2 separate regions of the Capsicum annuum genome follow, and region 1 is linked to region 2. The links are chromatin contacts, called in public Hi-C maps. All regions are on one chromosome and are shown on one strand. Each heading gives the region's core, a stretch centred on a gene start, on an enhancer-like site or on the middle of the called end of the contact. The rest is flanking DNA. Distances are from core to core; before and after follow the strand shown.

Region 1 (3,752 bases), core at 656-3,155, 290 kb after region 2:
AAAAATAAGGTCGAATTTTAAAGATTATATTTATTTATTTATTTATATAAATTATAAAATATGTAATACTCTATTAATGACAATCACATCTTATTTACTGATATAGATAATAGATAATATCGTTTCTTATCACTTTATACTCATGCTAAAAATAAATATTTTAATTTATCTGGTCAATTTTTGAAATCAAGAGAATTGTAGTATGTTTTTTTCTACTCTTTAGTGTTAAATAACTATATAAAGTAACAGTATAGACAAATTTAAAGTTTTAAATTATCATTAATAAGGTTTTTTAGCAAAATATACTTCTAAGTAAAATTTTATTAAGGATTGTGTTATATCAATAAAAAGTTAAGTAATACGAAACAAATTTAGTAAGAGAGTGACAAAACACGAAAATATACACACATGCATGTACATACATATGTATATATACACACTTAGGGGTGGGTTGTTTGGAAATAAGTTATTCCGAGATTAGTTATTACAAAATAAATTGTACTAACATGTATGTGTGATAACTTATCTCATCACCGTGGTATAAATGGTGTAACAAATAATTTTGAGACTATTTAATACATCTAATTAAACGCAGGATAAATAATCATGATATTTATCTCTGAATTATTATAATTATACCTCACACCAAACGACTCTTTAATATATATAATATTAAAATAAAATAAAGATCTTAAAAATAATATTGAATTTTGTAATAAATTTATAAAACATATTAATTTACACATAAAATTAATAAACTTAAATAAAATATTATAAATATTCATGTTAAAAAAATATTCATTACCTATAACATAAAAAGATATTACATAAATATATAATTAAAATTATAACGACAAAATGGATATTGCATGGAATCAAGAGGAGAATATGATTATTGTTCAATGTTGAGGCTTGAGGGGGGAGTTTGATTTTTTTATGAAAGTTGAGGGGTGAAAATCTGTTATAATACTTTAGTAATGTATATTTTCAAAATGAACTTCAAAAAAGACGAACTTGAAAATTGAAATATTGTACTACGTTTTTTGTTTTAATTTATTTATCTTATTTTTTCGATAATTCTTTAATTTAATCTTTATACATGATATATTTAACACGATAAAATTAAAAAATATTTTAATATAAAATAACAAGATTTAATCATTTTTTTATTATCTTAAATTTTATATCAAATCAAAATTGAATTGGAGGGAGTATTAGGCCACTGAAGTAAGCAATGCTCAATAATTATGTTTAAGAGTTCTTGTTTAAGCAAAGCCCAACAAACATAGTGACAGTGATAGTGTATGTGAGAAGTGGTCCAAGTGGAGGCTCCTCATTTAAGCAAATCCCCACAGCCCACCAAAAAAAAACTTCCTGCGCTGTTTCTTTGTCTGCTTTTGTAGCCTCATTGCCATCATTGCTTCCCTCTCCATTATATTTTTGCATTTAATCATTGTCCACCTTCACTCTTCTAATCAAGATTCTGGAATTTTTAAAATTTTTTCATTAAAAAAATTAACCTCATTTCTTGATTTGTCGTCTTTATTCATTTTTATTTTACCCCATTTCAGAAGCAGACATGGTTGGAGTTGAAAACTTATGGATAGACCTGTTTCACACAAGGACAAAAATACAGAGGTTTATCTGGAATTTCAGCCACAGCTAAAGCATTTTATTCCACTAGACTCATGTACGAAGTCCAAGAAAGAAAACCATTTTTCTGTATTGAAGTTTAAGGTTTCAAAATCTTTCAAGAATTTGTATCGAAAAGCTAAAGTGTCAAATGGTTCTGGTAGTAAAAGGTTTGAATTTGATGGCATTGTGATGACCAACTCAGTTTATTGTGGTTCTCCTGGTTTTCTTGATGATAAAATGGAGGTTTTGTGTGATGGTAGAGAAGGGTTAATGAAGGGTGATTGTGGGGAAAATGGTGGAAAAATTGAGTCGTTAGTGTGTTTGAATGAAAAGATTGGTGGTGGCGGTAGAGAGAGTTGTTCAAGTTCTGTTTTTTTTTGGTGTCAGAGGAAAATGTGAATGAAGAACTTAGTGGTTCTGAGGATTCTTGTTCTCCATCTTCAATTGCTTGGCATATTCAAGAGGATGAGGTGCAGCATTGTGCAGATTCTGTTGTTTCTGAAGAGGTAGAGAAAGCTTATGTAGATAAAAGGAAGTTGGAGAAACAAGGGTCTTGTTTGTCTGGTAAGATGTTATATGTCTAGAAAGTTGAGTGTTGTATGGCTTATTCTTTAGTACTATTACTCTAGTATTACTCATGTCGTTCGTTGTCCTTCGAGTATTACCTTATTGTGATTGTTGTTCAAGATTATTTGTCATGTTGTCTATAGTATTTTGTCATGGCCTCTTCACTTACCGTTATTAGTTTTCTGTACTTCTTTGAAATGTTTTTTTCCTTGAGCTGAGGGTATATAGGAAACAGCCTCTTAACCTCCAAAGTAGGGTATACCCTTCCCAGACCCAATGTATGAGATTACACTAGTATGTTGTTATTGTTGTATAAAGTCTGGCCATTAAGAATCTGTATTGTGATTGACCTTTGTGGGGATTTTGTAGAGATTGAAATGATGAAGGAGAGATTCTCAAAATTGCTGCTGGGAGAAGATATGTCTGGTTGTGGAAATGGGGTATGCACAGCACTCGCAATTTCTAATGCTATCACCAATCTATGTGGTAAGTTTCTTGTTGTGTATTAGATTCTGTTACACTGTATAGATTAAGTTTGTAGTGAATTTTAATCTTTCATTTTACTAAGTATACATTCTTTTCCTTCATTTCCCCCTTTTTATTTCCATTAGCTACTCTTTTTGGGCAAATTTGGAGATTAGAACCTTTACCTCTGGAGAAAAAGTTAATGTGGCGGAGAGAAATGGAATGGCTTCTCTGTGTTAGTGATCACATTGTAGAACTCATACCCTCTTGGTAGACATTTCCTGATGGCAGCAAGCTTGAGGTAAATGTGGTTTAGTTGAAGTTGTTCCTATAGAAACTTCTGCTCCTTTTATCATGTTTAAAACTCAGACAAACAACAGGACTAAAGAAAACAAAGATTTGGAAACAATCAGTTTAGTTAGGTAGAGGAAAAACATATTGAATGCTACGTATGTGTTTAACTTATTCGTTCTTCTGTTTTAGGTCATGACTTCTAGGCCACGGTCAGATCTTTACATCAACCTCCCAGCACTCCATAAGCTGGACAATATGCTCATTGTAAGATAGTCATTCCTTGTTCAGTGGGCATTCAGTCGTTATCATTCAATGCTGAATGTTACATACTAAAGTGTTTTCCTCTTTCACAGGAGATATTAGACAGTTTCCGAAGCACAAAGTTCTGGTATGTTGACAAAGGGATTTTAGCCCCAGAATCCGATGGATCATCCTGTTTCAGAAATCCCCTCCCTCGCCAAGAGGAGAAATGGTGGCTTCCAGTTCCTAGAGTTCCCCCTGGTGGTCTCAGTGAAAATGCAAGAAGGGAGTTGCAGCACAGACGTGATTGCACAAACCAAATCCTGAAAGCTGCAATGGCTATTAACAGCAACAGTTTAGCTGAAATGGAAGTGCCTGAATCATATTTGGAAGGCCTTCCTAAGGTACAGATATCGCCTCGAGATGCTAACACGTGTTCTTTATATTAAAATGGACCTGGAGGTTATTCATGTTGTAGGTGTTTTATTTTTAATCTTGCAGAATGGAAAAGCTAGTTTAGGTGATCTCACCCACCGATATATCACTTCGGA
Region 2 (3,641 bases), core at 113-2,612:
TATAACACACATAATTAACCACTTCAGTAATCAATGACATAATTTAGTTGGTAATATCTAGTGATGATAACAGGGGGAAAAAAGGTATACCCGTTTTCTGTCGAGTTTCAGTTTGTGTCCCATTTGTTCTGGGCAAGAAAACACCAGTACCAGCACACTCCCTTTTATGACCTGGATTTCCTAGAAAAACAGCGCGCATGCCTGAGCCAGGATGCTGCTGTGGAAACTGAGACTGTTGCAAATTAGGCCAACCAAAAGTTGAAGAATTCATAGGCCTAGCAGCTCCATTTTGGCCTCTGCTATGAGCAAACTGCTGCAGGTTCTTGCTCACCGGATACTGCCCAAATTCACCTTTAATCGAACCCAATACTCCTTGGCCTTGCTTCATCATCCGTTGCTGTTTCAACCGCTGAAACTACATTTGATAGATAAACAAATGGGTAAGTTGAAAAGAAAAAAAAGGTGGATTAGGATGTTTTGTTGTATAATCCTGCATAATCTCAAAGGCTATCAGTTGACCAGTAGCAAATACCGAAGCTTACTTGAGCTACTTGCAACTTCTGGTAAGAGAGCAAGGGCTGATTTGAGTATTTTGTGGCTGCAGGGACTGCACTGGTATTCTCCGCGGTAGCCCATAAATTAGTCTGATAAACTCTGGCAGCTTCATCCATCATCCTAATCCTTGCGAGTTCGCCAGCAGCCGCATAAAATTGATCAAAAGCCCCTTCGCACAACGTCGATTGAGGTGAACCGGACAAACTCCAACCCTAGAAAAGCAAAATAAAAACAAATATTCAGCAACCAAAAGCACACTGCAAAAACAAAAATGAACCAGAATCAAAAGGTACGTTACCTTTGTGTTTCCATAGCTAAATCCAGGGTCACGAAGTGTAGACTGACCCATTTTGTCAGTTAACCCAGTAATATACTCTTCTTCGTCACTCTCTGTATCAACTGACCCGATCACAGAATCAACGGGTGAACTCAGATCCGAGTGAGTTCCAGACGGGTTAAACCCGAGTCCAAGGTACTTTCTGCCATCGTTAATCTTAAAGTCCATGAGAAGTTCATCATCAGTAAGAAACTGTGAAGGTAGCCAAAACTCACAATCATCCAACTTCTTCGCCATAGATTTATTCAAGAATGGTTCAACAACCTTTTTGTGCTTTTTGGTTCTTGCACTGTGTGTAAAAGGAATCTGGGGATTTTGAAGGAGAACAACGGACTATTGAGAGGTAGCAAGTGAGTTTATACCTTTATATAGTGAAGTGACAAAAGAGGAGAGAGAGAATGAGCGATATGGTGGGGTTGGGAACAAAGGTGTTTGAATCGACATTTTTAAATCCACTTGCTGTTTCAGTAGTAAGTGCCAACTAGCAAATCCTTCCACTATTAAATGCGCCCCATTGCATTTTTTGTGATCATGTTTGTGTATTGAATAAGGCACGAAATTGACAATATTTTAGATTTTTCACACTACATGTTCACTTCAACAATAGTTGCCAAAATTTAAAATTTATAAGTAGATTTGAAATTCTAAGCTTTTTAAGAAAAAATTTAAGTTTGTAATCGAAATTATTGAGTTTGGTCCGACTCATATCTTAACCACTAGCTTCGCCCTTAGTGTTTAGTACATTTTAAAAAAAAAAAATCTTACCAATTCATATTCGTGTTTAAAAAGTTTTAACTTTAAGAAGATCCTCGAGATTTACCAAAAGATTATTACTCATTTTGATTTGTTTCAAAGTAGAAAGGAAATAGAGCAAGATTTTTACATACTTCCTTTAGGGCGTTCTTTGAATAATAAGAAGTAGCTATAAAATACGGCCAAAGTTTTGAAGTTTGGATTTGAAATCTTAGTTAAGGATGATGGGGTCATCACAAATTTTTGTGGCTACAAACTTAGACCTCGTTTGGACATGAAAATAATATTTTTTTAGAATTGGAGTTGGTATTGTATTTAGCCATGGATATAAATTGAATTATTTTTGAAATTTTGTGAGATAAATAGGAGTGAGAAAAGTGAAAACAGCAAAACTTCTTTTCATTTTTCTAAAAACAATTTTCACTAAAATGAAATAATTTTTATGGTCAAACACTACTATTTTTATTTTTTTCACTAAAGTAAAATAATTTTTAGAAAAACGTGAAAAAATTACTACTTAAAGTATTATATGCTTTAGTTACTATAGAAAATTAAAAAATTACTATATTTATAAAGTTTATTTGGCAAATGAATTTTATGTAATTTTGAAAGTATGAATTGTATTATTATCAGATTATATGTGTATAACGAGTATTATACATGAACAATGTAAAATATTTTAAAACATTGTATATAAAAAGCATTGTGAATTAAGCTAAAACTATCACTGACTTGATGAAATTTGTACAGTTAGACTACAATCTACAACTAAGGTTCAGAGAGGATTGGGAGAGAAGGATAAGAAAACTCAAGTAATCATTTTTTTCATTCTATTGTAAATTTTGCAAAGAATTATATAGTATTGATAGTTGTAAACACAGTTATCTTGATTGCACTACTCCACTAGCCTCTAACTGCATTACAACTAACTTCTAATGCCAACTTAGCATCTTTCTAACTAACTAAAATTCAATAACAAACATTTCCAATATTTCCCCTCAAGATGGAGGGTGAAATACATCAAGAAACCCCAGCTTGGATAATAAGAAATGATGTTATGATATCCCCAATCCTTTGGTAAGTAAATCAGCAAGCTGGAACTTTGTAGAAATGTGTACAGGTTGTATCAATCCTTCCTTGAGCTTTTCTCTAATGAAGTGGCAATCTATTTCTATATGCTTAGTACGTTCACGAAACATAGGATTAGCTGCAATTTGCAATGCTACCATGTTATCACAAAATAGTTGTACAGGAGTATTGATATGAACATTCAAATCCTTCAGCAGTTCTGTCATCCAAAAAACTTCAGCTACAACAGTTTCCATGCTGCGATATTCTGCTTCTGTAGAGCTTCGACTAATTGTGTGTTACTTCTTTGATTTCCAAGATACAAGAGAAGAACCTAGTTATAAGACAAAGCCTGCAACAAACCTCATAGTGTCAGGGCAAGCAGCCCAATCAGAGTCATAATGAACAATCATATCAGTTATAGAACTTGACTTCATTAAAACACCAAGTCTAAGAGATCCTTTTACAAATCTTACCACCCTTAATGCTGCAAGCCAATGAGAGATTTTAGGTTGTTGCATAAACTGATTAAGTAACTGTACTGCAAAGCAAATGTCAGGTCAAGTTATGGTCAAGTAAATCATTTTTCCCACTAACCTTGGATATGCATTAACATCATCAAATAATAGATCATTAGTTTTTCCCGTAAGCTTGTCATAATCTGCATAAGTGTGCTTTACATTGGCTTCCAAAGGAGTGTTTTCTGGTTTAGCACCACTTAACCCTATTTTAGAAATGAGCTCTATTCCATAATTTCTTTGGTTGAGAAGTATTCTATGTTGAGATCTCAAAACTTTAATGCCTAGAAAATATCTCAACTCTCTCAAATCTTTGACCTTAAGCTGACTATGTAAATACTATTTTGCATCAGCAAAAAGGGCTGCATTACTACCTGTAAGAAGTATATCATTCATATATATAAGAAACA

Evidence for each region. Hi-C and Micro-C count contacts between places; a contact is called where the count stands out from the background.
Region 1: a Hi-C map of bud shows a contact between it and region 2, with 5 times the contacts expected there. The contact joins the enhancer-like site here to the promoter of LOC107845968 in region 2. A contact is called at or near these places in 2 of 5 Hi-C or Micro-C datasets (bud and leaf).

The regions. Positions count from the first base shown.
Region 1 is chr10:161,042,491-161,046,242 of UCD10Xv1.1, forward strand. It overlaps the pseudogene LOC107845966. Among protein-coding and RNA genes, the nearest start is that of LOC124887822, 96 kb to the right of the region's middle. Within about 2 kb of position 1,906, at least 5 of the 5 cell types and tissues checked have an H3K27ac peak or open chromatin away from gene starts, as enhancers often do. A contact at or near this core is called in bud and leaf, where this site is marked.
Region 2 is chr10:160,750,402-160,754,042 of UCD10Xv1.1, forward strand. It overlaps LOC107845968, which reads right to left and starts at 1,363. Exons shown (of 4, transcript XM_016690480.2): 1 at 854-1,363; 2 at 543-767; 3 at 91-415. The coding sequence starts at 1,129.